6 separate regions of the Mus musculus genome follow, and regions 2, 3, 4, 5 and 6 are each linked to region 1. The links are chromatin contacts, called in public ChIA-PET, HiChIP or PLAC-seq, capture Hi-C and promoter capture Hi-C maps. All regions are on one chromosome and are shown on one strand. Each heading gives the region's core, a stretch centred on a gene start, on an enhancer-like site or on the middle of the called end of the contact. The rest is flanking DNA. Distances are from core to core; before and after follow the strand shown. Region 1 holds the start of Tsnaxip1 (translin-associated factor X (Tsnax) interacting protein 1). Region 2 holds the start of Hsd11b2 (hydroxysteroid 11-beta dehydrogenase 2). Region 3 holds the start of Esrp2 (epithelial splicing regulatory protein 2). Region 4 holds the start of Smpd3 (sphingomyelin phosphodiesterase 3, neutral). Region 5 holds the start of Slc7a6os (solute carrier family 7, member 6 opposite strand). Region 6 holds the start of Slc7a6 (solute carrier family 7 (cationic amino acid transporter, y+ system), member 6).

What was found. Promoter capture Hi-C pulls out the DNA fragments that hold promoters and counts their contacts. ChIA-PET counts read pairs in DNA pulled down with a chosen protein or histone mark. HiChIP or PLAC-seq counts read pairs in DNA pulled down with a chosen protein or histone mark. Capture Hi-C pulls out chosen DNA fragments and counts their contacts.
Region 2: a capture Hi-C map of embryonic stem cells shows a contact between it and region 1, with 2.3 times the contacts expected there. The contact joins the promoter of Hsd11b2 here to the promoter of Tsnaxip1 in region 1. A contact is called at or near these places in 3 of 39 promoter capture datasets (hippocampal neurons, liver and pre-B cells), 1 of 115 datasets of contacts at active chromatin or transcription factors (pro-B cells) and 2 of 9 other capture datasets (embryonic stem cells and liver).
Region 3: an H3K4me3 HiChIP or PLAC-seq map of embryonic stem cells shows a contact between it and region 1, with 11 read pairs. The contact joins the promoter of Esrp2 here to the promoter of Tsnaxip1 in region 1. A contact is called at or near these places in 6 of 39 promoter capture datasets (cranial neural crest, hippocampal neurons, liver and 2 more), 2 of 115 datasets of contacts at active chromatin or transcription factors (both in embryonic stem cells) and 2 of 9 other capture datasets (embryonic stem cells and macrophages).
Region 4: a contact with region 1 is called in a promoter capture Hi-C map of pre-B cells, with 2.4 times the contacts expected there. The contact joins the promoter of Smpd3 here to the promoter of Tsnaxip1 in region 1. A contact is called at or near these places in 2 of 39 promoter capture datasets (embryonic stem cells and pre-B cells).
Region 5: a contact with region 1 is called in a promoter capture Hi-C map of pre-B cells, with 4 times the contacts expected there. The contact joins the promoter of Slc7a6os here to the promoter of Tsnaxip1 in region 1. A contact is called at or near these places in 4 of 39 promoter capture datasets (embryonic stem cells, hippocampal neurons, pre-B cells and 1 more), 2 of 484 Hi-C or Micro-C datasets (both in embryonic stem cells), 2 of 115 datasets of contacts at active chromatin or transcription factors (effector CD8 T cells and pro-B cells) and 2 of 9 other capture datasets (adipose tissue and pancreatic islet).
Region 6: a contact with region 1 is called in an RNA polymerase II ChIA-PET map of effector CD8 T cells, with 13 read pairs. The contact joins the promoter of Slc7a6 here to the promoter of Tsnaxip1 in region 1. A contact is called at or near these places in 2 of 39 promoter capture datasets (the C10 cell line and hippocampal neurons), 1 of 115 datasets of contacts at active chromatin or transcription factors (effector CD8 T cells) and 3 of 9 other capture datasets (embryonic stem cells, liver and pancreatic islet).

The regions. Positions count from the first base shown.
Region 1 is chr8:105,824,576-105,829,052 of GRCm38.p6, forward strand. Tsnaxip1 (translin-associated factor X (Tsnax) interacting protein 1) reads left to right here and starts at 3,169. Exons shown (of 16, transcript NM_024445.4): 1 at 3,169-3,252. The coding sequence starts at 3,212. Ranbp10 (RAN binding protein 10) reads right to left here and starts at 2,633. Exons shown (of 14, transcript NM_145824.5): 1 at 2,375-2,633; 2 at 1,503-1,614. The coding sequence starts at 2,609.
Region 2 is chr8:105,516,085-105,520,693 of GRCm38.p6, forward strand. Hsd11b2 (hydroxysteroid 11-beta dehydrogenase 2) reads left to right here and starts at 2,662. Exons shown (of 5, transcript NM_008289.2): 1 at 2,662-3,045. The coding sequence starts at 2,781.
Region 3 is chr8:106,135,370-106,139,542 of GRCm38.p6, forward strand. Esrp2 (epithelial splicing regulatory protein 2) reads right to left here and starts at 1,605. Exons shown (of 15, transcript NM_176838.2): 1 at 1,201-1,605; 2 at 988-1,116. The coding sequence starts at 1,398. It overlaps 1810019D21Rik (RIKEN cDNA 1810019D21 gene), which reads left to right and starts at 31. Exons shown (of 4, transcript NR_040346.1): 1 at 31-252; 2 at 1,798-1,981; 3 at 2,100-2,175; 4 at 2,459-3,354.
Region 4 is chr8:106,335,329-106,340,010 of GRCm38.p6, forward strand. It overlaps Smpd3 (sphingomyelin phosphodiesterase 3, neutral), which reads right to left and starts at 2,637. Exons shown (of 9, transcript NM_021491.4): 1 at 2,484-2,637. 4930506A18Rik (RIKEN cDNA 4930506A18 gene) reads left to right here. Exons shown (of 3, transcript NR_126091.1): 3 at 1-426.
Region 5 is chr8:106,209,551-106,214,389 of GRCm38.p6, forward strand. It overlaps Slc7a6os (solute carrier family 7, member 6 opposite strand), which reads right to left and starts at 1,383. Exons shown (of 5, transcript NM_001007567.2): 1 at 1,169-1,383; 2 at 815-1,081. The coding sequence starts at 1,363. Prmt7 (protein arginine N-methyltransferase 7) reads left to right here and starts at 1,504. Exons shown (of 18, transcript NM_145404.1): 1 at 1,504-1,532; 2 at 2,826-3,021. The coding sequence starts at 2,927.
Region 6 is chr8:106,166,056-106,170,260 of GRCm38.p6, forward strand. It overlaps Slc7a6 (solute carrier family 7 (cationic amino acid transporter, y+ system), member 6), which reads left to right and starts at 2,799. Exons shown (of 10, transcript NM_178798.4): 1 at 2,799-2,899.

The sequences.
Region 1 (4,477 bases), core at 1,919-4,418:
ATGACTGTGATGAGACTCAAGCCCCAAGATGTACTCAAGTCCGAGGCCCCTCCAAGGCCAGGATGTCACAAAGTCACTAAGAAAACATTCAAGGCTCCGATCCCAACAGTTCTGCCCAGACTCAGCCTTTTTGTTTTTTTATTTTGTTTTGAGACAGGGTCTAATGAAATAATCCTGGCTGTCCTGGAACTCACTTTGTAGACCAGGCTGGCCTCTACAGAGATCTGCCTGCTTTCTCCCCACCCCACCCTACTTGTGCTGGGATTACAGCCTTGCAACACCATGCTCAGTTCAGGCTCAGCGTCTAAACCTGGCATTTTGCACACAACATAAGTGAGACAGTTGTTAGGAGACAAAAGTTATCTAAAAGCTTAAAAACACACACTCAGGTCCACATGAATGCCACTGGTAGGATTTGCAATCCTCCCATAATAGACCTAAGAAAACCTATCCCTTAGCTGGGTGATGGTAGTGCTGATCGCACACACCTTTAATCCCAGCATTCAGGAGGCAGAAGTAGAGGCAGGTAGATCTCTCTGAGTTCAAGACCAGCCTGGTCTATGGAGCAAGCTCCGGAACAGTCAGGGCTACACAGAGAAACCCCACGAAAGAAAGAAAGAAAGAAAGAAAGAAAGAGAGAGAGAGAGAGAGAGAGAGAGAGAGAGAGGAAGGAAGGAAGGAAGGAAGGAAGGGAGAGAGAGAGAGAGAGAGAGAGAGAAAGAGAAAGAGAGGAAAAAAAAAAGAAGGGAAAAAAAGAAAGCTTGTCCCAAAATAGTTACAGTCACATTCTGGAGTAGCTTGGGACATCTGCTTTGTGACAATTACTAGATGGATTAAGGAGACTGGAGGAATAAGGAAGAGAAGGACAAATGTCCCCTCTGATACCTTGTGTCTGCTTAGGTCACCCTAAAATAGGGAGTCTCCCTAATGCTGACTTTAATAAGACCTTCCTAAAGCTGGTCCAACTGGTGTTCAAGTCCTTGGACTGAAAAACAAGTTTATGAGCAGCAAGGTCACCTGACTTTGACTGTGTGAACACTGTTTATCCAGATGACAGTGGCTGCCACAGCTTTGAAGAGAGCTGCGCAGACTCTGCTGTCCCTTTGAAGCTTCCTGATGCCTCTCCTTGTCTCAGTGCCATAAAAAGGAACCTCAACCTCGAAAACAAGGGAAGTCACAAACACCACATGCTAGCAGGGGAAACCCCACTTGCCCTTTGAATTGTTAATGTAACCTTGTTACTTACAACCCCGATCTATGACTATCTAATTACAATACAAAAAAAAGTGCCCTCCGCTCCACCTATAATGTGCCCACTGCTCTCAAAGCCCACTCACTGTTCAGACCAGATCGTGTCTCTAGTCAGAGGAGTGGTAGCCCGGATCCAAGTAGGTCAGCAGGCTAATATCAGTCCCTGATACTAGTTCAGGAGCTTCAAACACTGACAACGGGGAACATCAGTCCTATGTTGAGGAGGGAAAGGGATAGTTAAGTAGGCTTACCCATCTCTTCCTTTGCTGACAATCTTTACTTCAAAATAGTAAATACCACAGGCTGCTGGGATGGGGTGGGTGGCACGTACAGAGGCTGCATCTTTGTGATTTTTGCCATGACCTGATGTAAGAAGCCAAGGAAGGAATGTCAACACCAGAAAAACGCAAATGAAGGCCTCCTTTTTCTCTACGCCATGGTAAATTCAACCCTCCCTGGCCAGAAGAAGTTCTTGTACTCTCTGAGGAATAATAAGACAACTGAGTAAACACTTAAGCCTCCCGCCTTTAGATCATCTCCACCCCAGACCAACAGTCCTGACAGAGATATTGTCCTCCACAACAAACAAAACAAGGTAGATACAGGCAACAGAAGTGTGTGAGAGACACTGAATACTGTTGTCCGTCTCTCCAGAATCCAAACAGCCCAGCCTGGAGCCCAGGGGAAGGAAGTGGCAAAAATGGAAGTCACCAACAACAACTTTAGCACACAGCGCCTAGCCCAGTCCCGGGATGACTGGCAGCCAGGCAGCCCATGCACTTACTGTGGCAATGTTACCACCTCTTTTTGCAAAAAAAAGACTGAAACTAAGCCGTGGTAAAGGGCCTAGCATAAATTGGAGCCAGCTCAGGAAAGAAGGGTGGCCCTGAAGTGGAAGGTCCTGTCTAGTTTTGGACATTTAATGCAGTTGTCTCTGAGTCTAATATTTAGGAACAGAGCAAAGGAAGCAGGGTAAACCCCGGCCTGACCAACCCCTCTACTCTGGACGTTCCGCTGGGCTAAGGCCCAACTCTCAGAAAACCCGGGCAAAGAAAGGGAAAATGGGCACAGCCTCCCTGCAGACGCAGTAAACTTGTCTCCCAGCGGCCAGACCCGCTGATACCTTTGTAATGGACACGGAGGTTTCCCTGGGAGAGGCCGATGTAGTTGTACTTGTCCTTGGGGCTCCAGGAGCGCGGCAGCGGCGTCTCGTGCTGATTAACCGCAGGGTACAAGCGCTGCAGGCGCCGACTCAGTTCCTGCTCTCCAGGTGACGGTAGCCCGCCCCCGGAGTCCCCACCGGAGGAGTCCCCAGCCTGCGGGTTCCCAGCTCCCGGGTCTGCCGTCGCCGCCGCCATCTTGGAGGGAGCTGCTATTGTGTCACTGGGGGCGGGGAGGAGTGCAACCAGATTTGCCTTGCTCAGCCAATGGGCCGTGAGCATCCCAGGGTCGTAGGGAAACTGAGTCCGAGTCCCGGCAACCTTTCTCTGGACACTACTATACTTCGCCAGATTTAGACTACATATCCCACAATGCATAGCGCTGTAGAAGCCGGCCAACGAGGGTTCCTGGAGAACTTCGGAAGATGTAGTACATCACTGCTCACTCACAAGCCAGTACAACGAAGACTCCGAACCACTGAGAACTACCATTCCCGACTGGCCAAGTGGCCAGACCTCGAAGCTCGCCTTCCTCGTCCACGGTCTCACTTTATTCTTCTGCCTCAGTTCTGTAGCTAATATCAAATTTGCTGTATTGACTGGTTCTCAGAATACCCCATCCCCAGCTCCAGGTCTACTTTTACTGCTTGGCCTTTCTCCAGAGTGCTCACGGGGGCGGGGGCTGGAGGCGTGGCTCAACTGTGAGCCCGCCCTCAACGCAGAGGCTGCTGGGGTCTGGTCCCTATGGCAACGGACTGTACACTACCGCAACGGCTCAATCCTGCATCTGCTCCAAAGTCATGGCCAACCTACAGGAGCGTAAAAGTTTCTCCAAGCCAAGGTAGCACCTGGCCGGGCTGAGGGCGGGGAAGACTTGAATATTTCCAAAAAGAAAAATGACACTGATTCCGATCGCTGCACTGTCTGTTCTTTGGGTAGGACTTCAGCGCCGCAGAATCAGCGATACAGTTGTAATAGAATTGGGGCTGACTCGTCAGTCCAGTAAGAACGTTACAAGCTGCCAAAAGTGCAGGTGTACTTTATCGTAGATAGATGATCTTAGCTAGACACTAAAAAACGAAGTGCCTTATTATAATTATATGTGAAATTCTCACAACTCCTGTTTATAAGAAGCATTCAGTTTCCCACCTGCTCATTCCCAGTAGTGGAAGAAGGGCGAGAGAGGTGATTTCATTCTCAACTCTAATCTTTCAAGGTCTGCTGCCTTGGTAGAAAAAGGCTACAAAAGGACAGCCTGTTGAACAGTGAGAGTTGCAGGACAGTCAGGGCTATATGGAGAGACCCATCTTAAAATAAATGAATTAAAATAATAATAATAAGCCTACAGAGGTTCCAAGGACAGAAAATACCAATGTTATGATTGTCCCTGAAGGAAAAAAAAAGTCTCCGAGAAACAGGCAGCAGCAGGTTGAAAGAGACAACTGTTTCCCATCAAAGGCATAATCCAGGAAAATTACTGTCTATGAAAAAATATGTAATAGGGCTGGGGCTGTAGCTAGAACATGCCAGGACCTGGTTTGATCCCCAGCAACACACAGAATATGAAACAGACTCAGAATCTTCATTCATTAGGAAGGGAGCACAATGTAGTTTTTATAAGCTGAGTTTGATGGTTATGTGACATATTAATTCACAGTTCATGTAGTGACACACTGTTTCCCTTATAGAGATGCAGTGTGGGTTTTCTCCCTCAGACGTTAGAGAGGGTCAACAAGATGGACAGATCAGAGCTTAGCACAGTAGAATGTAAGCAGAACCTGATAAAAGAGACCTTAGAGTTTTATATTTCCTTGGAGAATGTTTCTCCTCCTATGTATGGGCTTTTCTCCCTTTGTTCTCATATCCCTGCTTGCTACTTTAATGGGTTGTCTGTGAAGGTCATTCAATACTAGGAAATTCTCCTGAGCACACATTGCCTGCAGCCATTTATAACACCGAGTTTTCACCACCATTGAGATATAAATGTAAATATTTTGCATTCCTCCTTGAGGTTTGGTGTTAAATCACTTTTTAAAAAATAGGAGTCTAGGTTGTGTGGTGATGGC
Region 2 (4,609 bases), core at 1,412-3,911, 310 kb before region 1:
ATGCACCCTCCCAGGAAGCCAGCAGATGGTGCTAGTGAGTTACTGGTCACCAAAGCAGAGCGCAGCTAGCTTCTAGTTCCAGACACTTGGTCCTCCAGCGCCTGCGGCACGCAATGGTTGGCTAACCAGGTTTCTGATCGAAGGGGTGGGGGTGGGGCTGGGAGCCGAGACAAAGGATTCAGACTGTGGTCTGAGTGCTTGGGACCAAGAGCCTCCAGGAGTTCTCCTCCTTCTGGCTACCTGCCTTATCCGCTAGGGCTTCTGCCCTCTGTCCCGCTCCACTTTCTTGCTTTTCCATGGAGACCCCTACCAACCCAGAGTCCTGATTCTGGCAGAAGCTAGTTCCCTATTCCAAGGCAGGCTCAACTTGGCACCAAGCCTCAGACAGGGCTGGGCCAGCCCCTCCCAGTTATGACTATTTGAAACACTTTCCACTTCCAGAGCACCTCCACCTGATGAAGGGGAAGGGTCAGAGGCTGAGGAGGCCGCAGGGAGTTGGGAGGAAGGTGCCCTGGTCTCCTGACTTAGAAAATGGGGTTCTCAGGAAAGGGGTGTCATGTAAGTGTGGCAGGTAAACCAATCTCATCAAGACTTGGAAAAGTTCCACCTGAAGAAGTATTTGTTCTAGAAGCATCCTACTCAAAGACAATTCCCTCCACCCATCTACTCTCAGCCAGTCTCCCTCTCTCCCTGTCCTGGGTTTCCCCAGGTACTTCATGGGACTAGGGTAGAGCCCTGCTTCCCATTCTCCCCACCTTGCTCTCTTGTGTCTATTTCTTGCTCTGAGAACTGGTGTGTGTGTGTGGCGGGGGAAGCTTGACTATTCCCCCTAGGACTCTGCTTTCTCTCTCTCTCTCTCTCTCTCTCTCTCTCTCTCTTTTTCCTACCTTAGGGAAAGTACTTAAAGTGGCTGAGGCTGGAAAAACTGTAGCTGGATTCTAAGGAGGATAACTTAGTTAAAGCAAGGCATGTCATTCATTTCTTGACCTGGACAATTGACTCAGAACAACCGGAGTCAGTGGGTTTAGAAAAGGATTGTTTCTCTGAGTTCCTAGAAGCAAGAAGAGGAGACAGAAGCTATAGGAAGCACACGTAGCACATACACACTTATGTGCAAGCACACATAAGGTCATACATGACACAGGGCATAGAACCCCATAGACACAGATATAAAAGAACTCAAAGCCACACACCCAAGGTCAGGGACACACAGCTTACTCAGGCAAGTCCTGACACCCAGGCCAGGGTTCCACCATTGTCCATATTTATAGACAGAGGATGGGTGGATGGAAACACACGAGTGACTCTGAGTGGGGACAGAGGAGTGACTCTGAGTGGGGAACAGGGGTCTTCATGCAGAGTTCTTCCTCTCAAGAGAGTCTGGACACCAGCTCCTTCCCGAAGAGTTCACTGGCTCTTCAGGAACCCACACCCGGATGGAAGGGAGGGCTTTGAGTGTTTACATGAAACACTGGACCGGATTCTGGATACAGGGAAGAGAATGAACCGCAGGACAGAGAGCTGTGATAAGGAATCTATGACCCTCTCAGGACCTAGAAAGGATAGAGATGAGGAATGGGGAGGTGTGTGTGTCAAGGGGGGAAGGTCTGGGGGTTCACAGACGTAGGGATCTCCACAGCTCGGCTTTGCTCCTCGCTCTGCACTTAACCCCCAGTGCCTGCCAGAGCCCTGGCATGCATGTTAGGCACAGGTTGCCAGACACGGGGGTGGCGCAGGGTGCCAGGCCACACACAAACAAGGACCTTCATACACACAGGGAGGGAAATGCACCCACACACTACTTAATTCATCCCCTGGGGACTCAGTGTAGCAGATCAGGGACCACCCTGTCCTGACCCTTCTCCCAGGTCTTCCCATTAACTGGTTCCTGGGGAGGGGGTAGATGAAGCTAAAGAAAAAAGGAGACCTTGATGCCTTCATTGACCTTTCCATCTCTGTCTTTCTCTGTGTGTTTCTGTCTCTCTGTATGTATGTCTCTCTCCTCCTCCTCCTTCCTCTCCCTCCATCCCCAGTTCTAGACTATGGAAGAAAATGAAGTGAAACAGAACCCCCCTTCTCTCCTAGCTGTGGCTGAGAACTACCCAGGTGAGAGTGCACATTTGGGCGTGTGTACCAGGGACCTAAGGCCATGCCTGGCACTGCATGCGGGGGCGGGTGTGGCTGGCAGCAGACTCTGGCTGCTTCCATGCAGTGTTCTGGAAGTCATGGCAGTCACAGCCACAGCAATGTGGAATACTTGAATGAAAGTTGGTGGTGGTGGTGCTGATGTTGGTGGTATGTGTGTGTTAAGTATCCCTGAGGAAGCGTGAGCAGGATGTGCACTCCTGAGCTCGGAGGCTCAGAGTCCTTGGCATGCCAATAGGCGCACAGGAGTGAATGAGATGTAAGGCACAGGGTTGGGCAGACTGGCCCTTTCCCGGGCGAAGCTGGCGACTGACGGCTCCGCCTCATGCAACTTGGGGACTTTGTTCCGGCTTCTTCGAAAACGGATCTAGACAGGGGGGCTGGGCGGGGGGGCACCTGCCTGGCGTGGGGTGCTAAGATAGAAGTGGAGGAAAGCCCCACCCTAGCCCCGCCTTCGCACCGCCCCAACCCCGCCCCCAGGGCGCTTTATAAGCTGGGTCCGAGGACCCCGCAAAGAAAGCGAGTATCCCTCCCACCCCAGGCCGGTGTTCCTCTGCATTCCGTGTCCTAGCCTCGAGTCCCTCTCGGCGCTCCCCAACCAGGCCCCCGCCCCGCCCCAGCCCGGCCCCGAAGTCATGGAGCGCTGGCCTTGGCCGTCGGGCGGCGCCTGGCTGCTGGTGGCTGCCCGCGCGCTGCTGCAGCTGCTGCGCTCAGACCTGCGTCTGGGCCGCCCGTTGTTGGCGGCACTGGCCCTGCTGGCTGCTCTCGACTGGCTGTGCCAGCGCCTGCTGCCCCCGCCGGCGGCACTCGTGGTGCTGGCTGGTGCTGGCTGGATCGCGTTGTCCCGCCTAGCGCGCCCTCCTCGCCTGCCGGTGGCCACTCGCGCGGTGCTCATCACCGGTGAGTGTGCAGAGCGCAGGGACTCCAGGCTGGAGGGCGGGACCGCACACCTAGAGGGTTTCCCTTGGGCGCCATCAAGGGGAACTCCGCAGCTCAGACGTAAGAGTCCTTCTCTAAACGCAAGAAAGTGAGCCAAGTAGGAAGCTCCGGGCACCTCACCAAGTCTGGGTTAACTACCTGCGACCGCGAGGATTATTGGTGAGAAAGTAGAGAGTGGGCAGGTGCTCAAAGGAAACTAGTGACTGAAAGAGGAGAAACTTAGTTTATGCTGAGCTCCTTAAGAGATCAGGTGTGGAGCAGAAGACAGTACTTTAGGGGACTTCAGAAGACCCGAGACGGGGATAATGCCATCTCTTGAACTCTGCCTGACATCCCCCACATCACTAGAACACAGTATCTGCTATTCTCTGGGGGCAGAGTGCTTAGATGGTGAGTTCTGCTCCCCGACCTCCTCTGGCTGGAATCCTTGGAGTTCAGAACCGCCTGAGTTCACAGCAGCTGGAGAGTAGCTGCTTCTTAGATCCAGCTACCCACTGCCAAAACTGCAGCCGCCTGCAGTCTACACCTAACACCTCATCCTGCCCAGCCCTGGGTGCCCAGGAAAGGGTCCTCAGAGAGCTGGACTCAGGTGTCTCTAGTGCCTGCCTGTGCTTTCTTTGTCTGGAGCAGGGAATAAATCTGTCATCAGGAGGGAAGGGGAGGGGAGGGGGGCTGCAGACCCAGCAGGAAATGGGGAGGGGGAGGAAGGCCAGGGGGCATTGGTCCATTGCATGGGGGGAGGGGCAGCTGTTTCTCCCCCAACCACCATGGCTTCTTGGAGGTCTTGGTCCTTTATGGGTGGTCTGCATGATAGGATAGGGCCGGGAGACTTTAGGAGGAAATCCTTGAACTGGACCTTGGAGGGAGTTGGGTAGTGACAGGTGGAATCTGAAAGGTGTCTTGGATCCTAGAAAGGGCGTGAGACAAAGGTTTAAGACAGAAAGAAATAAGCACGGTTTGGGAAGGGGACAGTCAATAACCAGTCTGGCTGGGGGGGGGGGGGGATGTGAAGTTTCCTTGGGAGGAGACCCGAATGTCAGGTGAGAAACCAGATTGCACTAAGGTGATATGGCTTCGGAAGAGAGGGTGGAGGTTGAGTAGGACTCAGGTGATATGGAAGAGACTTCCAGAGTGAGTGTGAAGCCACGGCAAGCCCCCCCCCCCCCCCCCTTTCAGGAGCCTGAGGAAGGAAAGCTACTGAATTCCCTTGAAATGAAGCAGGGACTCGTTATAGGCTCTGCCTTCAAACATGGAACAGATCTCTTCCTGTCCTGTGTGAGCGGCTTTCACCAGATCCTATGCCACTTCAGGTTCTACTGATACAGCTGGGGCATCCTGAGATCTCACCTCAGGTCTTTGCTACTGGTCTAGTCTTGAGCCTGAGCAAGAGGTGAGAAGAGGGATGCTTTCTGTGCCCCAGGCTCCTTCCATCTCTGCAAACCTCAGTGTTTGGGAGAAGAGAATTTGGCCCCAGCCTACTCCCGTGTAAGCACTGGAAGTTGGCTTCTAGCTTCCTGATGCCTGA
Region 3 (4,173 bases), core at 355-2,854, 310 kb after region 1:
TTGGTCCGACCAACCCAGGAACAGAGCCACCAAGGACAGAGCTTCATACTTGGCCACTCGCAGCAGCCTGAGCTTTGACCCACACCCCATCGACCAACTGGCACAGAACTGTTTGCTCGTAGAGGGGGGTGGGTGGCACTCTGAAGGCTATCCAGCACGATCCGGCCCTTTCCCTTGGCAATTCTGTGACACTTTCCAATCTAAGGCCGACAGAGCAAGGCAACCAGATTTTTTTCTACAGCACCCTCCCAGGTGAGCAGTGGGCCTGGAGCCCTTCTGTAACCTGGCATCTGTAGGTCTTCTCATTAAGAACGAGAGTCAGAAGAGGAAAGGACTTAACACTCATTACAACTCAGTCATGGGGTGAGTGAGCAATGCAAACAGGGAAAACTCACTCCCACTTGGCCAGGGTGCGGGGTGGGTATGGGAGGGGGCATGCGCCTAGGCCTTTGCGCTCATTGGGCAGGTAGCCCCTAGATAATGTTCGGACAGCACCCACTCACCCACGCCTGGCCAGTCAGCTGGGACAGGCAGGCCTAAACCAGCCGGCCTCACCTAGAGGCGTCTGCCCCCGAGGCAGACACCGCCCGACGCCCTCGCTTCAGCGGTTCCCAGGAGAGCAGGCGGCAGAGACCAAGTGATCTACCGCTAAACCTGAGCCCACCTCGACCCTATTTCTGACGTGTCCTCTGCTAGCGGGGGGAGTGGGAGGGAGAGGAAGGGGCCTCGGGGGGATGGATCCCTTAGCCGCTATTGTCAACTTCCTCGGCAGGAGTGGATGTCTGTAAAGGTTGGAAGGTAAGGTGGCTCTGGGAATGGCCTAGCACGCTTCCACGCGGTAGTCGCTCAAAAGTTTCAAACAAGACCTTGTCCTACTGGCCGTGCCACTGGGTCGCGTCGCTCCAGGTCTCCCCTCCTCCCCTCCCCCTCGAAGTAGTGTCCCTGCCACTCCGCAGTTCCACCACCCACGCGGGCCCCCACGCTCACCTGTTGCAGCACTTTGTCCAGGGACTCCGCCCGCGCTAGGCTGTCTGCGCTGAGTCCACTCGCCTCGCGGCATTGTGGACTCAGGGCAGCCGCCTCGGCGCGAACTAGCGACTTGTGCAGCGTCCCCACCTAAAAGCACCGAGGGTAACCCCATGAGCCGCTGTGCCTCAACAGGCTCTGAAGCGTCCCGAGGTCCCCTCTTTCCCACCCTACCTGTCGGCTGCGCGGCTCCACCACTTGCCAAACTAGGAGGATTAAGTCGGTCTCGTCCGAGCCTAGGTCCGGCCCCAGCGCACCGGCAGTGGCCCCGAACAAAACCACCAGCGACTGAGGTTCGGGACAAGGGTCTGTGGCCGAGTCTACTGCGGGATCTGGGCCCGGGGGTGGGGGCGGCGGCGGCGGCGGAGTCATGGCCGCAGAGGAAGGGGGCGCTCGGCCACACACGCGGACCGACGAGGCGCACACACGTACCGACCGACAGCAGACAGACGAGCTTGGGCGGGATCCGGTGTGTTGGGGGCGGCACCTGCGGCCGGGTGTAGTGGGAGCTGCAGAGACCCGCCCGCGGTGCCCTTTGGGGCTGGGCGGTGCGGCTGCCTATCCCTGCCTACTCCGGCGAGTTACCTGCGGCCCGGAGAGGCCACGTGATCAGGACGGCCCAGGGAACCCCGCGGGAGGGCCAAAACCCTGCCCAGGAGGCAAGAGCTCACTTCTGCTGAGGCGTGCGCTCGCCGGCTGGAGTCCCACCTCTTGCTGCAGTCCGGCGAGACTCCTGGGACGAATCCATTCTTTCTCCTACTTCCTCTCTAGCAGGCACTCTGAGTCCTCCGCAAAAGAATGTGCAGGATCAGAGGCCTCTTTCCATTCTGCAAGGGTCACGCAAGACCCATGGAATTCAACAGGAGGCAATCTAGGGACTATAAAAGGTCGCGACGTCTGGCTTGAGGTTAATGGAAGTTACAAAGGGTCAAAAGCCGACAGTGAGCGCTACCAGGTATCCACTGGAAGTCGGTGAGAGAGATCCGTTGGGGAAAGGGAGGGAGGTAAAGATCAAGGGTTCTTAGAACTGTGGGCGGTCACTAGAGATCACAGAGAAGGACGTGCCCATACAGGTGTCGGGTCGGCGTAGTGCCGGCAGTGCAAGGCGCACGTTACTGTGGACCTGAAGGCTCAGGCCTTGGTGCCAAGGTAGGAAAATCGTGCTTAAACTTTAGAGAGCTGTATCCTAAATGAAGCCGTGTCTGCTGGTAGAGATCTGGAAGTTCAGCCTACCAACCCCACTTGGGGTTTGCCTGCTTGTTTTTGTCTCTCTTGGATGATGATAGAAGTGTTATCTGGCTATTGAAAGCACTCCAGCAGAGAGCGGCTAGAGTTGAGATGTGTAGAGTTGAGTCTGCATCCCCCAACCCAGTTCAGAAGAGTCCCATTCATCCCATGCAGTTTGGTGAAACTCCCTTACTGTTGTTTCCAGGCCGCCCTGTGGGCTCAGGATAGTTTCCCACCTACTCGACTGTAATTAGTACTCTGGCGAGAGTAAAAAGGTACTGGCGTGGGACTTAGAATACAGGATGCCACCGGCTGAAGAAGAACCTTGTGTGTTTGGAAAAGCGGGCTGCTTCCTATCGGTCTTGGATAAAAGGCAACCCAGAGCCCGGGTGCATCCCTAACTCATGCCCAAGGAAGGTCGTGCGGAGCCAGAGGACCTAGAATGTATAGTGCGCCTTCTGGGTTTGTCCACACAATAGCGCAGGAACACAGCGACCCAATATAGTGAGAAGTGGCCGCAGCGCACACCCTGAGACCCTTCACCAGGCGGCCCACCCGGAGCCTGCCTACTCAGCCCCGCTACCACGATAAGCCTGGAATGTCAAATATTTGTTCTAGGAACCCAGTGAAACCTTGAGGTAAAGCCCCTCCCCTCCTCCCTCCCATTCCGGAGCGCGCCTGCGTCAGTCCAGGCTTTCCGGTAAGGACACTCCCTTCCAACTAGTTCCTTCTCGACACCCCTGCAACCCATCGTCCTGACTATTTAAACTTCACAAGGTCTTCGCTACAGGCTCAGGTTCAGTGAGGCAGAGTCTTGGCTTCCCTACCCAGTTATCCCAGAGCTACTGGTATCGGTTTCTACCCACAACCTCCGAGCAAGGCTCCCCTTTCAACCTGTAGACCTCGCCTCCCGATTCTCGGGAGATCTTGCTGACTGTGGAATCCCTGGCTGTTCCGAACCCCCTGGAAAGAAGCGGCTGTTCCCAGGTTTCTGCAAGGTAACGAATCTGAAGAGTCAACAGAATTGAGCGGCTCCATTCATTCGACTCTGGTTCTCTCAACCAGGCATTCCCCATATTAAAACAATTCCAGAACTTCAAAGTCTTTGGTATTTTGCTTTATCACCTTTATTTGTTTTTGTGTAGGCACGCACAAGGCACAGTGCCAGGGTGGAGGTCCGAGAACAGCTTGTGGGACTTGGTCCTCTCCTTCCACAAGTGGGTCCTGGGCACAGAACTCAAGCAAGCCCTCTTACATCCCCGTTTTGTTTCTATACCATGTACTCGATAGAGGATGACCTTGCAAGTCTGATTTTCTCAAGTGCTTAGGAACCCAGCTAGAGGTGCCTCTGCACTCATAGCTACAAGATCCAAGATAGTTTGGGCTCAGTTTTGAAAGTTCCAGGCCCTAAATCAACAAAGCCAATAAGATTAGTAGCTGAGGGTGATGGGTTTGTAATCACCACAGGAGTTCCAGCCCACCCGGAGCTGCTAGTTAAGCAAAAGTAAATACTTTTTTTTTTTTTTTCGTTTTTTCGAGACAGGGTTTCTCTGTGTAGTCCTGGCTATCCTGGAACTCACTTTGTAGACCAGGCTGGCCTCGAACTCAGAAATCCACCTGCCTCTGCCTCCCAAGTGCTGGGATTAAAGGCGTGCGCCACCACACCCGGCTAAGTAAATACATTTTTAAACTAATTATTTAGCCAGAGGGTGGTGGCTCCTGCCTTTAGTCCCAGCACTGGGAAAGCAGAGGCAGGCAGATCTCTGAGTTCGAGACCAACCAGAGCTCCAGAGAGAAACCCTGTCTAGAAAAACAAACGACAAAATCGTTTATAGCCAAGTGTAGTAGTCCATGCCTTTAGTTCAAGCAGAGACCAGTGGATCTCTGTGAGATCAAGGCTAGCCTGGTCTAGGACAGCTT
Region 4 (4,682 bases), core at 1,387-3,886, 510 kb after region 1:
TCCACAGCAGCTCCGAGCCTACAGGGGAGTAGTGGTTGTCAATTTGTGCTTTGGCTTGACTTCCTTCCAGCAGAGGTCACTGTGGATGCTGGCAGTGGACACTTTAGGGAAAAGGATCAGGTAGGCTTGGCTGACTGGAGTTTCCACTGCCTGGTTCTTTCACAGTCCATAATCTATCCCCTTAATTTATGTGAAGGAGATAATCTTGAAGCGACCTGAAAAAACTTTGTGGTAAAAGCGATGGTGGTAGGGAAACTTAGGTCAGTGGCTGGGACTAATAAGGCTGAGAGGGCTGCATTCATCTTCTAGGAATATTAAGACAGAGTCTCATTATATAGTTCAGGCTGACCTCTAACTCGTGGCAATCCTCCTGCCTCAACCTTTCAAGTGCGGGATTATAGGCTTGTGGCCACCATTACTGGCTTGTACCTGGTGTTTCTGAGTCTCCATTTGTGACCAATTACTGGTAATATCCCTGTAGCTCTACCAGCTCTGCTCATATACCCCTTCCAGCCTCTATTGACAGACTTCCCAAATCTTCCTTGGCAGCCAGTGGTTGTGATAAGGTAGGTTTTGGTCATTAGGGCAGCCCCCTACAGCATGATAAGGTGCTCCAGGGAATGAGGACTGATAAAGATTTCAGGGTCAGATTTGGGTGCCCAAAGGGCTAAAGAGGGTGTCACATTCTTGTGAAGTTTCACTGACTGGAATATAGCCAGTCCTTCAGGTTGGACCCGAGGCAGTTTAAAGCTGCCTTCATCCTGAAGTTGAACCTTAGGTCAGCAACTGTGACTTGAGAGTTAAAAGGATAACTGTCTTGCTACCTTCTACATCTAAGCTTGGTTCCTCTTCCTCCTCCTTCTTCCCACCCCTCCCCCAGCCATATGCATAGCCTCACCACAGCAAGGCACACGCGTGAATACTGGAGCATGGACAGACACATTCATCCAGTCACATTTTCACTCACGCTCTGCCCCACACACCACTATCAATAAAAATCACATCTAGCCACAAAACCAAATTTGTCCTAATATAGCTGATAGGGCATGAGGTTGAATGGGTTTAGTCAGCATGCTTCTTCAGATCCCCTCAACTGCAAGGTAGAGTCCCTGGTCATCCCTGTCCTCGTGGTCACAAGTCCTGCCTCTAGTAACCATCAATCCCATCGCATTCTTGGGGCAGGACTGGCAGTGGGGTTGGAAGGTGGGGACAGAGAAGAGTGTATGGCACAGGACCCAGCACAGCACAGCCACCTCCTCCCTCGGGATTTTCCATCCCGGCTCGCGCGGGCCCGCGAGGAGCGAGCGCGCTTTGTCTCTCTCGCTCTCTCTTCTCCTAGCACGTTTCCGTGGAAGCTACCCGTGCCGCGCCCGAAGCCCCCCTTCCTCAGCCGCGCCCCTCGCGCAGTCCAGCCCTGCACGCCTGCCAGTGCCGCCACCGCCGCTTTGTCCTCCCGTGGATGCCTGGGCAGAGCGCGAAAGCCGGGCACCTGAGAGCAACCCCTGCTCGCAGGGTACCAGATCTCGGCGTCCAGATCTGGAGCGCGCTCGGCATGCAGCGGAGCATCCCTCCAGGATCCGCGAACGCGGAGGAGCTGCGGGTTGCTGGAGAGGGAGACCACTGGGTCCTTTCCCTCAGGTGCCCATCTAGACTCTTAGCCGTGGTGCTGGAGCTCTAATTCCCGGGGTGTGGCGGAGCAAGAGAGATGATCTCCACTCTCTACTGCCTGGGACCTGGATCTAGGTGGAGAGGGCCTGGGAAATAAGATCCAGGTAGGGAGGGGTACCTCAGACTCTCACTTCTACCCACCTCCCACACCCAGGCTATTCAGACCTTAGGTGCGGCTCCATCACAGAAGACCCAAGCATCCATCAGTGCTTGGAGCAGGGTGGGGAGGAGTCCTGCAGCCCTTCACTTTCTCCATTCCCAAAAACAAATATCCCACAAAGAACCCAACTGTGAGCAAGTCATAAGGGGAGAGCCTGGATGTAAAGGAGGGCAAAGGGAAGGGTCTCCCTAACAACTCGAAACCTAGGAGAGTCTAAGAGGAGGGGAGGTGTCTCATCAGTCACATCCCAATCCCTGTTTGCAGCCTGTTTGCAGCCTCGAGCTGGGGTGTTGTAAGGAAGGGTCCCTCTATCTCCAAACCTCTCATCCCAGAACAGTCCCTCCATCCTCAACAACCCAAGCAGCCTTGACTTTAGGCGCAGGAAAAGGGAGACTCCAAGCCTTTTTCACGCTCTCCTACGAGAGACCAGAGAGGGTCTTCCAGCCCTTCATCCCTTACACTCAAGAAGCTCTTTCACCATACGACAAAACCCAGCCGAGGTTGCTCCGACCTCAGGCCCTGGGCCACGAAGAGGCCCGCAGTCAGTCCCTCCAGCTCCACGGACAGATGGTGTTAAGTGCGGCGAGGACACGTCCCATCAACTCCCCAGGCCCCCCTCTCCTCAATAAAACAAAAGCAAGTCCTTAGCACCCACCTCAGGTGGCGCACAGGAGGGCGCTCGGTGCGGGGCAGCGCACGCGGCGCCTCCCAGCTCCTCGCGACCGGGGCTTCCTAGAGACGGCTCTCGCGGCGGCGATGGTTACAGCGACCGCGGCTCTGGCATCCGGAGCCTCCCTCGGACTCAGCACCTGGAGCGGCGAACAGCTCCGCGCCTCATTCCGCTGACCCCGCCTCCCGCGAGCTGCTCTGGCCAATGGAGACGCAGGATCCGCCCAGGAGGTTGCCTATTGGGAGGTTCCGGTCCCTCCGTTGGGACCTCGCCCCCAGAGACCGCCCAAGTGTTTGCTCTGCCTGCTGGAACATGTAGTCTCTTAGGGCTGTGGAGTGGGCTCGTGCCGCGGGCTTGTAAACAAATGGACTACATTTCCCAGAGTGCATTGAGGAGCCCTAGGCGCGGAGGAGGGTGGGAGGACTGTTTCCATAGCAAACTCAGCCCCTTGGGGAATGGGGGATGGGGAAGTGGGGCAGGCCTTGGGACCCTTGCAAGACCACATGTGATCTGTGGTTAGCGTCTTGGAAGACGGATTCGGTTATCTTTTTCTCTCTGTTTCTACTTGAGGACCCTGGGCCTCAGTTTCCCTGTCTAGGAAGAAAGGTAACGAGACGGCCTCGCTGCAACACTCGGTGGAGCCAATCGAGAGCGAGACGCTTTGGTTCCTCCCCACCAGAGATAAAGGATACTGGAGGAGACCTTCACACCTCAATCTGAACTTTTATATTTTTTCCTTAATTCTGACACTGAAGGTTTGTTTGTTTTTTTTGTTTTGTTTTGTTTTTTTGTTTTTTTTTTTTTGTTTTTTTTCTTCTGGCCACATTCCTTGCGCCACTAGGACCTTTCCTTCTTGTCCCCACATTTTTGCAGTCTCTCCTTCAGTACTTTCTGGTAGAGTGAGCTGCTTCTGCCTAAAACCTTTCACAGGCTTCCTCGGGCCTCTGGGATCAAATCCACTTTTCACAGCAAAGCTGGAAAGTCCCTTGAGAATTGGACTCCACTCTCGTTTGCATCGTTCTGAACTTTGGAAACTGGCAAGCCTTGAGTACTGATTTTTCTCTCTTCCTCTGATCCCCTCCATCATGCCGTCCTCCAACTCCTCAACATCCTTTAAGCCCCAGTTTAAATGTTGCCTTGATGTGTGACGACTTCCTTGATGTTCTGCCGAGTGTTGCACATCTTCTGTGTCTGTCAGCCTCTACTTCCCCTATTTGATTTGCATGTTTACACACCCAGCTTCCTCATGAAACTAAACTTATAAAGCAGAGGCAAGTCCTGTATTATTCATATTTATAGTTCCGTGTCTACAACCTCTGACATACAGGAGGCACTCAACAAATGCTGAGATTTACCTATAGTTATTGAAAATGAACAGCGGTTTATCTGATTTCAGCATACACCTTCAAAAAATGTTTATTTTCTAAGGTGTTTCCCACTCCTAAAGATGTTCACTAGAAGGATGCTACTGGTTGAAAAAAAAAAGTTTAAATGCCATTCATACTTTTAGGATTGGTTGGGATTTTGTCTGAATGTCCCAGGGTCTTTCTACTACTGTGGTTCTAGAGAAATATATTTGTGCCTGCTATTCCTGTCAATTCCCCCACTAAATGTCACCAGTTCCTCTATTTTAGCTGTTGGCCCTACTTTCTATGTCTAAATGCCTGCCTCCCACTCCCTTTCTGGGAAGATCTTCTCTCACCTGTCAGTCATGAAATAAGATGCTGGCTGGCCTTTAAACCTTCTGCTCAGCATCATAGGACTCCACAGTGATTTCCTGCCTTGCTAGGTAGCATTTTTTCCTCCTGAATCCCCAGGAAAGATTCTGATACTGACTAGATGTCTCATTAATTCCATCCATAGTTTGTTTGTCATCGTCCTAGAAGTTTAGGGTGTATGAAAACACAACCATTCTGGAAAGAATGCCTTCATGTGCATAGTTGATTCACACTGGGAAAGGAAGTAACTGGAAAGACTACTATTCCAAACAGAGCCTGAAAGAAAGGAAGCCTGCTATCCCGGTACAGAACAAAGGCTAGGGCAGAGGATGAATAAAATGTTAGTTCTTCCCTAACAGGACCTCGAGTAAGCCTCGCAGAGGGGCTTTGATCTTGGCTAAATCATGGAGGAAGGCCACTGGGGCTGACTTAATAGACACAGCCTCATTACTAAGGATGAGTTACT
Region 5 (4,839 bases), core at 133-2,632, 380 kb after region 1:
GCTGTAGATAGTTTCTGTGACATTTGGAATTCTGGGAACTTCTCAGAGGGTATATATAAATGCTAGAGCCCCGTCTTCAGGGAGGTTGGAGGCAAATTGTTAGTAGTCTGACCATACACTGCACCAAAACCTCCAAAATTGTGAGCTAAAACTCCTTCCATATTTACCTCATTTTTCGTAGCAATGACAGTTTAACATCATCTCTAAATACTGTATATCTTTTAAATAGCCAAATCCACTTTCAAAAGGCCTACATCAATTCTGTTTATTTATTTTGATACACGTTCTCACTGTGTAGCTCTGCCTGGCCTTGAAAGAAGAGATCTATTGATCCATGCCTCTTGAGTATTAAAGGCCTGATCAATCACACACAAAGTTTTTGTTTTTTGCTTTTTGTTTTTTTTTTTTTTGGAGACAAGGTCTCACTATGTAGTCCTTTTTGGGCTGGAACTCAGAGATCCACATGGTACTGCCTCCCAAATGCTGGGAGGGAAGGTGTGTATTACGACACAAGCAAAAGAGAAAGAAAGAAAACCAATCCTAAGGGGCGTGGGTTGCACATGCTTACTTATAATCCCAGCACTGGAGCGACGGAGGCAGAACTGCTGTGTGTCAGAGGTCTGCTTGGGCTCCATAGCCCGTACTATGTCAACCAGAGCTACACAGCAAAACTATCTCAACAGAACAAAAACAACAACAGAAATCAGGTAAAATGAGGTCAACTCTTAGAGATGGATCATCCATTCTTAAGCTTACAGTGTGTATGCTCTTCATTACTGCCTTTGGGAGCAGAGCAGACATATACAGTACTCACTTTGCGGCAGTCGGTGGCAGCAGCCTCTGGGTTTTCCTCCTCGTGGACCAGGTCCAACAACTGGAAGCCCGCATCCCCGACAGCTTCTGACCCACACTGAGGCTCCAAACTGTTCGAGGTTCCCGAGGATCGGTGGCTGGAGACCACCCTGTAGCGGCCCTCTTTACGGACCTCGCGCACCGAGGCACGAAGATCGCGGCGGATACGCAGCTGGCTGCTCCGGGACGGGCGCAAGGCAGCCCGCACAAGCTGCTGGATTGGCTCCTCCTGAGGGGCGTCGGGAAAAGAGATGACTGCGACACGGGCAGCGTTCAAAGATCGCTCCCACAAAGAGTCCATTCACCCTTCTCATACCTGGGATCGCACGGTGGCAACCAACTGGAAGACATTTCTCTCCGCCGCCGCCGCCTCCTGGCCCTCTGGCGTCTCCCGAGCCGCCGACTCGACCTCGCTGCTCCGGGGGCGTTTACAGGCCAGCACGAGCGCCTCGGCGGGCTCCGCGTTGCGCTTCCGCTTCACGCGCAACACCGCAGTCCTGCCGGCCTCCATAGCGGCGATCGCGGAGTACTGTGGGAAGGCGCGGGGCGCGACGGGATGTCCATCCAGTTCAGCGGGCGGGGCCTCACGGAACGTCACGCTACGCCTCGACGCCCCACCCACAGTGGGAGAGGCAAAATGGCCGCGGGAGTGGCGGCGAGTGGATCGCTTCCCACAGCGGGTGAGCTGTTGGGCTTGCTGGGGAGGTTGGGCCGTGGCTGGGCCTGGGTGCAGTCGGTCTTCCGGCCTCATTTTTAGGGCTCTGGCGTTGGGGATATTTGGGTTTCCGGTGTACTTATCTTCCGGGCTGCTCCAGAGTCCACGTGGAGTGGTTCAAGCACCCTGAGCAGGTCTGCCGCAGCGGTCCGCGTGGGTGACTGTCCTTTCTCAGACTGTCGCCGGGCGCAGGACTTGTGTCAGAAGCCTCGCCCCAGTCACTCACACCGGGCGGGACCTCAGTTGTATGCAGCGCCCCTAACCCAGCCGGGAACGGTTCGGTCCCGGGACCGTTCGGGCGGTTTTGCTTCGGGATGGCTTTCTCAGTTCGTATTCTGAGCAGTTTGGGAACCATTCAGTTCACGACACTCACCCGGAGAAGCGCCAGACGTTTGTGTGCCCGAGGTGGACATGCTTTTGATTAAAACACTGGAGTGGCCCTCAGTGCATTTTTAAGTGTGTTCTTAGTGAAACCCTAGCGACATCACAGATAAGCAAGTGTCCTTAATCTGTTGCGGAATAACCACTTCTGCGCTTTTACTGTATAATGTTAGCTCATTGCTCGGCTTACCCTGCCTTCTCACTTGCCTTCACTTGAAGGCTGGACCCCGATGGACTTGTGGGGCCTTTTTAATTATGTAGGAATTTCTGAAAAGTGGCGAAACTTCCAAACAGCCCTATATATTTACTGTAGGCCCCCCCTCACCCCCAAATTTTTCTTCAGACAGGAATCTCATTGTGCAGCCCTGACAGGCATGGAACTCATAGAGATGGTCCTGCCTCTGCTTTTCTAGTGCTAGAATCAAAGACATGCAACGACACGTTGTTCTGTTTTGTTCTTGTTTTATGACAAGGTCTCACAGCATTGCCCAGGATGGCATCAAACTTTAGATCCTTCTGCCTCAGTTTCCTACGTGCTGAGATTTTAGACATGAGCTACCACAACTGGCTTTTATTATAGTTTTTGATGGTATATCCTATATAAAAAATGAAAATTACTCTTGTCAGAAATATCAAAATACTGGTTAATTTTCTTTTGAGATGGGCTGTCACTATGTAGTTCTTGCTGGCCTAGAACTTACTATGAAGACCATGTTGACTTTGAACTTACACAGAGATCTGCCTGTCTCTGCCTTCCAGACCTGAGATTGAAGGTCGATGTTATCATTAATAAAGAATTGTAAGTAACTTTGACATTTTTGTCTGTTTCTTTATTTTTTTTTTCTCTTTGTTTTCTTGTCCTTTCTCTCCATCCTAGGCATTATAATTGATTAGGTTTCTGATATCAAGATATCTTCCTAAGAAGTAAATTAACAAGCCTCACGTTTCTGTGCAAACACTGAGGAGCCAGTTGGCACCATGAAGGTCTTCTGTGGCCGTGCCAATCCTACCACGGGATCCCTGGAGTGGCTGGAGGAGGATGAACACTATGATTACCACCAGGAGATTGCCAGGTACCCAGGGCTGCTGCTCAGCTGGCTGCAGGGGTGCAGGGCTCCTCCATGTCAATTTAGGTTTGAAGAAGATTGTGGAGATTGTTTTTCTGAGCAGTTGAGGTCTCTGTTAGGAGAAGAGAGCACCTGCTGAGAGCAGTGTGGGAAGTGGGTTGGAGAGAGGACAGGGAGTCCTCTGTCCTAACGTAGAAGCAAGCAGTGGAGGTGAGAGAGGCAGAGCAGCTTGGAGGAGCAGGAAGGAGTTTGGTAACCCACTGAATGCAGCAAGAGGGGAAAGTTCAAGAAGCACCAAGATTCCTCCCGGCGAGATGACCGGGTGGATGGGATGCCCACCCGAGAGGAGGAGGTGTTAAGGTTTGGACACTTCCTGTGATGCTAGAGGTCGACAGAAGCACGAGTTGTGGAGACACAGAGTTTGCGGGCGGAGCTCGGTAAAGGTGAGGTTGAGAGAAGTTGCTGCATCCCAGTGAGAGAGGAGATGGAGATGGAGATGGAGCGTAAGAGGATCAGCCGAGGAGACTGAGGAGAGCCAACAGGAAAGTTAGGATGGAAAGAAAAGAGAAGCTCAGGGAAGGGAGGAACGCAGGAAAGGGTCGGGCTGCTCAGAAGCCCTGAATGCTGATGCCCATCAGCAACAGCAGTGGGCAGGTGTGACGTGGGGGAGCTCCTTTGGGGAGTGGACTGGAGAGATGGATGGTTCTACACATTTACACAGTGGGCAGCGCAACTCGCTCCATCCGCACTCTGGGCATTCTCATACACGTATGATTAAAAAGAAACTATTTTGCCAGGCAATGGTGACACATGCCTTTAATTCCAGCAGTTGGAAGGCAGAGGCAGGAGGATTTCTGAGTTCAGGGCCAGGCTGGTCTACAGAGTGAGTTCCAGGACAGCCAGGGCTACACAGAGAAACCCTGTCTCGGAAAAAAAAAAAGAGAGAGAAAAAAGAAAAAAATCTAAAATATTTTTTGAGATTTCATCTATTATTGGCTTTTTTTTTTTTTTGAGACAGAAGAAGGTGTCAGAACCTCCGGCTAGTAGAGTTAGACAGTTGTGAGCCACAGTGTTGGTGCTCAGAATCAAACCCTGATCCTCTGGAAGTGCAGCCAATCCTCTTAACTGCTGAGCCATCTCTAGCACCTAAAATCTTTTTTAAAAAGTAGGTAGGGCAGATGGGGGCACAGCTCAGTTGGTAAAGGGGTTATAGGTCCTTAGTTCGGTTTTTAGAATGCCCTGCATTTTGTTTTGTTTTGTTTTGTTTTTTTGAGATGGAGTCTCTTTAGCACTGGCTGTCACGAGATACACAATGTTGACCAGACTGGCCTTGACCTGAGGGAGCCACTTTGTTCAGCTTACCCAGTCCTGGATTAAAGGCTTGTGACACCACATCCTGCATGACCCACATTCCTTAAATGTATTGATATGTGTGTAGATGTGTATGTATGTATGTATGTGCCTGATGTCCACCAAGGCCAGAAGAGGTCATCAGATTTCCCGGAACCAGAATTACAGATGCTTGTAAACCACCATTTGTGTGCTGGGAATCAAACCCAGGTCCTGTGCAAGAGCAGCAAGTACTGTTTAACTGCTGAGTCATCACTCTAACCCCTGGAATCTCATTCAAAACAGAACAAGCCAGTTGTGGTGTCAAAAGCTGGTAGGAGTAGCTAAAGTGGGTGGAGGCAGAAGCATCAAGAGTTCCAGGCCACCTGGACCACGCATTTTAAGCCAAGTGGTGGTAGTTCACGTCTTTAATCTCAGCACTTGAGAGTCAGAGGCAGGAGATCTTAAGAGTTTGAGGCTAACTACAGAGTGAAT
Region 6 (4,205 bases), core at 1,549-4,048, 340 kb after region 1:
TACGGGTACCTCATTTTCATAGCTGCAGAGAAGGTATTCTGCCAGTGTCAGCCCGTTTGCTTGGGTGGCCTTTTGACTTCCCTGAGCCTCAGCTTCCTTATCTGATTGATAGATCTATCCTGCAGGGCGTGCCCATTGACCAAGAATGCTGATGTTGGAAAGCCTCAGGTCCCTGGTCTGGTGTCTTGTACCAGCTTTGGGCTCAGCAGATTCCCTATGTGGATGGGAGACAGCAATCACTGGAAGCCAGATTTCTATATATAGCTATTGCAAGGACAAATGGGTGGCTCTTATTGAATGGAGAGGCGATGCTGGAGGGACTGATTCCATAAGTGAAGGGTCAGGCTCAACTGACCTAAATCTATGCAGGCTCACTTATTCTTCCAGAAGGTGTGTAAGGATGTAAGGGTGTCCAGCTGCTGCCCAGGCTGCAATACCTACAGCAGTTTCCCCTCCCCAAATTCTAATAGTCACTGCCTGACTCATTGTGGATCTCTTGGTAATGGCGTTTCTCAGGTGGGGTAGGGAGCTTACATCAAAGAAGTATTGGTGGTCTCATATCCTGCTCCCCACCCCTCACCCCCCGTACTACCCTTCCTCTTGCTAGGGAATCAGAGTCTGGCTGCTGGCTTGTGCTGGGGAGCCTCCCTCATCCTCAGATCTGTTGGATTCCTGCCATGCTCCTTCTTTGGAGCTGGAGCCTGAACTCAGGGCCCCTTTGAGCTGCGTCAGAGACTGATCAAGGTTTCGAAGACGAGAACCCAAAAGGGGCAGCACCAACAAGGGGTCCTCAAGGACTGCATCCTACGCCTATAGGTTGTTAACTTCCTAAGAAACCTGGGACCAAAGGCTGTGTGGTTCCTATTAACATGTTAAAGTGGACGAGGCCAGGCTCTGTTACTACCCAATCAAGAAATTGTATTAGTATTTCTCGAGCCAGGTGTGGTGGCGCAAGCCTTTAATCCCAGCACTCAGGAAGCAGAGGCAGGCAGATTTCTGAGTTCGAGGCCAGCCTGGTCTACAAAGTGAGTTCTAGGACAGCCAGAGCTATACAGAGAAACCCTGTCTAGAAAAACCAAAAGAAAAAAAAAAAAGAATTAGTATTTCTCACCAGCTTCTCTTTCCTGTATACTCTCTGACATTTTGGCTAAGTGTTCTCTTGGTTCTTCTCATGGCCTCTTGGTCCTTGCCACCTCTCTTCATTCATTTGCTTGCTCTCTCTCTCTCTCTCTCTCTCTCTCTCTCTCTCTCTCTCTCTCTCTTTTCCTGCTTTCCCCCACCCTGTCACCTCTCATGGCCTGGTCTATCCTGTTGGCTATGTTCAGGCTGGATTCTTCCAAATGCCTCTGGCTGTGCTCTCCCTAATAGCTACAATAAAAACCTTCTCTTCGCCGGGCAGTGGTGGTGCAATGCCTTTAATTCTAGCACTTGGGAGGCAGAGGCAGGTGGATTTCTGAGTCTGAGGCCAGCCTGGTCTACAGAGTGAGTTCCAGGACAGCCAGGGCTATACAGAGAAACCCTGTCTCAAAAAACAAAAAACAAAAAACCTTCTCTTCAACCATACCTAGGAGTGATCATGTCCCTGTTTTTTTCATTCATCAGGAAGGAGGAAGGAGAGCACTTTAGGAGAGGTTTAGTTAATTATTTGGTTTTTCCAAAGTTTAAGTGTAACAGAACCCTGGCTGTCCTGGACTCGATTTGTAGACCAGGATGGCCTCGAATTCACATAGAGTGACTTCCCACTGCCTCCTGAATGCTGAGATTAAAGGTATGGGCACTATTGCCCGGCACACTACTTATCTCTCAATAAGGTTTAAATCTTAAGCGAGAAATGCAGAAAGAATGGGGTCCCTTGCAAACAAACTCCCAAGTCTGTTTCTTTCAAGGTATCTGACAAGTTGTAAATATTTAGCCAGGAGATATGTTCCTCCTTTAGATGTTTCGTCCACTTGATCTCCTAGCAGGCTATTCCTGGAGGAAATACTGATTTCTTGGGTTTTTTGTTCTTGTTTTTTGTTTTTTTTTTTTTTTTTTTGTTTTGTTTTGTTTTTAAAGTCTGATAGCCTACGAGAAAAGCACAACTGTCTCGTTAGACTATATTTATCCCTGCCAGACTGGTCAGTTGTTAGAAGGTCCGGTGGAATATAAAAGGCAGGAAGTCTTAGAATGAACGCCAGCGCCACTAGAGGAAAAAGATAACCTAAAAGGAGATAGAGGAGCAACCAACGGGAGAAGAAAAGGTCAGGATGTCCCAGCATCCCCAAGAGGGGTGTCAGCAGGGTCGGGGGAGACCAGGACAAAGCGAAGAGAGCCAGAAGTGGCAGCCTTCCTGGGTCTAATGGAGTCTGAACTGAGTGTCAGAGCACCGGTCCCGGGAGTGTATTTCTTCCTGGGTTCCCGGGCTGAAGGGAGGCAGTTATCTAGATAGGGAGGCGGTCCAGAGCTCTTTGTGTCAACTGTCTGGGGTCCCACTGGGCGTGCAGTCCCCAAAGGCCAAGGAGGAGAAGGTGTGTGTGGGCCCGTTAGAGCTCCAAGCAGCAGCATCCTCACGTGGAGCCCCAGAGGCTTCAAGTGACTGCGTGGGGAGCCGGGGAGTGTCCATCCCAGGTGAGGGTGACCGCACCCCAGTCACAGCCCGCGGGGAGAGTCCGGGCGCGGCCTGCTGGAGGCTGCTCCGTAACGGTACGCGGATCGCCCAGGGCCCCGGCGTGCTCCAGTGCCCGGAAGCAACGCCGCCTGGGGCCCCCGCTCCGAGCCGGGTCCCCTGGCGGCGCGCGCTGTCGCGATCCGGTGCGAGTGACGTGGCGTGGGCGGGGCTTGAGCGGCCGCCGGGGCGACGGCGCGACCGAGCATCCTGGAAGCTCCGGGCCACGAGGAGGTAGCTGGCGAGGCCGAGGAGGTGAGGGGCTGGCTCCGGTTCGGCTCGGGGTCGTTCTGGTGTGCGGCCGAACACTCTTGCGTGGCCTCCGTGGCCGCGTGCTGGATGCGGGGCCGGAAACCGCGTGGGGCGGAGGGCGCGGGAGAGACGCGGCGGCTGAGAAGAGGACGCCGGGAGCGTGGATCCCTGGAGTGGACCGCCGTGTGAGGAAGACGCAGGCGCGCGCGCGGGCGCGTGTGTGGGGAGAGAGACCCCGAGGGTGGCTTTGTGAGTGTGCAAGATCCCGAGTGTAAGGGGGACTGTTTGTGAAAAACTGTGAGATGGTGAGTGTAAGGGGCCGTGTGTGTGTGTGTGTGTGTGTGTGTGTGTGTTTGTTTGTGTGTGTGTGTAGACGGAAAAACCCAGAGTGCGAGGAGGAAAACCGTGGGCGTGAGGGTGGCTCTGGAGTGTGTGCGACCCTGAGAGAGACGGAGACGGTGAAGGAGGTTTGAGTGTGAGAGAAGCGGGCGTGAAGGCTGAAGGACTGAGCCCTTCGCAGTCCGTGACCGTGCGAGCCTGGGTGAACCTCCCTGGAGCACTGAGAGGTGGCGGAGGAGGAGGAGGAGGAGGAGGAGGAAGAAGCCGTTGTGTGTGAGGAGGGCAGAGACAGCAGGGCGGGTGTGTGAATGCAGGAATGCAGCTTCTTGGGGGCTGTTGAAACCTCTGACTCCGGTTGGGACTTTTAGAGTGCTGAGGTATTGGCGTTTGGGAACACGGTGCTCTTACTCTTTTGAGTGTCTCCTGTATTTTGTCGTCTCATTGGACCATCTCATGTCACAATTATCAGGAAATATTTGGGAAATGTTCGGAAAATTTCTGTTACTCTGCACACCAAGCCAAAAGGCTGGTCACCGCGTTGTGTAATGGGTCAGTATAAATAGAAAACACCTAATTTAACAAGTCTTGGGGAACCAATCGAGATCACTGGGTTATGTGTTGGAGAGAATGCAATCTCCGCTGTTATTGGGGGGCGGGGAGAACGACCCCTCTCAGTTTTGGGCAGCTCATCTAACAGGCTATATATGCTCAGCTGTTTGGCTCCTTATATCTGAGAGCCAATCGATCTCGGATTTAAAGACTTAGGGGGAGCAGATTTTAAAGTCTGCAACTGCTTCCTGGGGTCATTTTTACTTCTTTACCTGGTGAGGTCCTTGAGGAATCTACCCAGGCTTCCTATTTTGTTCAAGTTCCATTGTGATTTCATACAGATAGCTTTTGCTTCCCGACATGGGTCTTAGGCTGTTTACTTGAGTTATATTTGATTTTTCTTTCCTGGCAAATGTGTGGA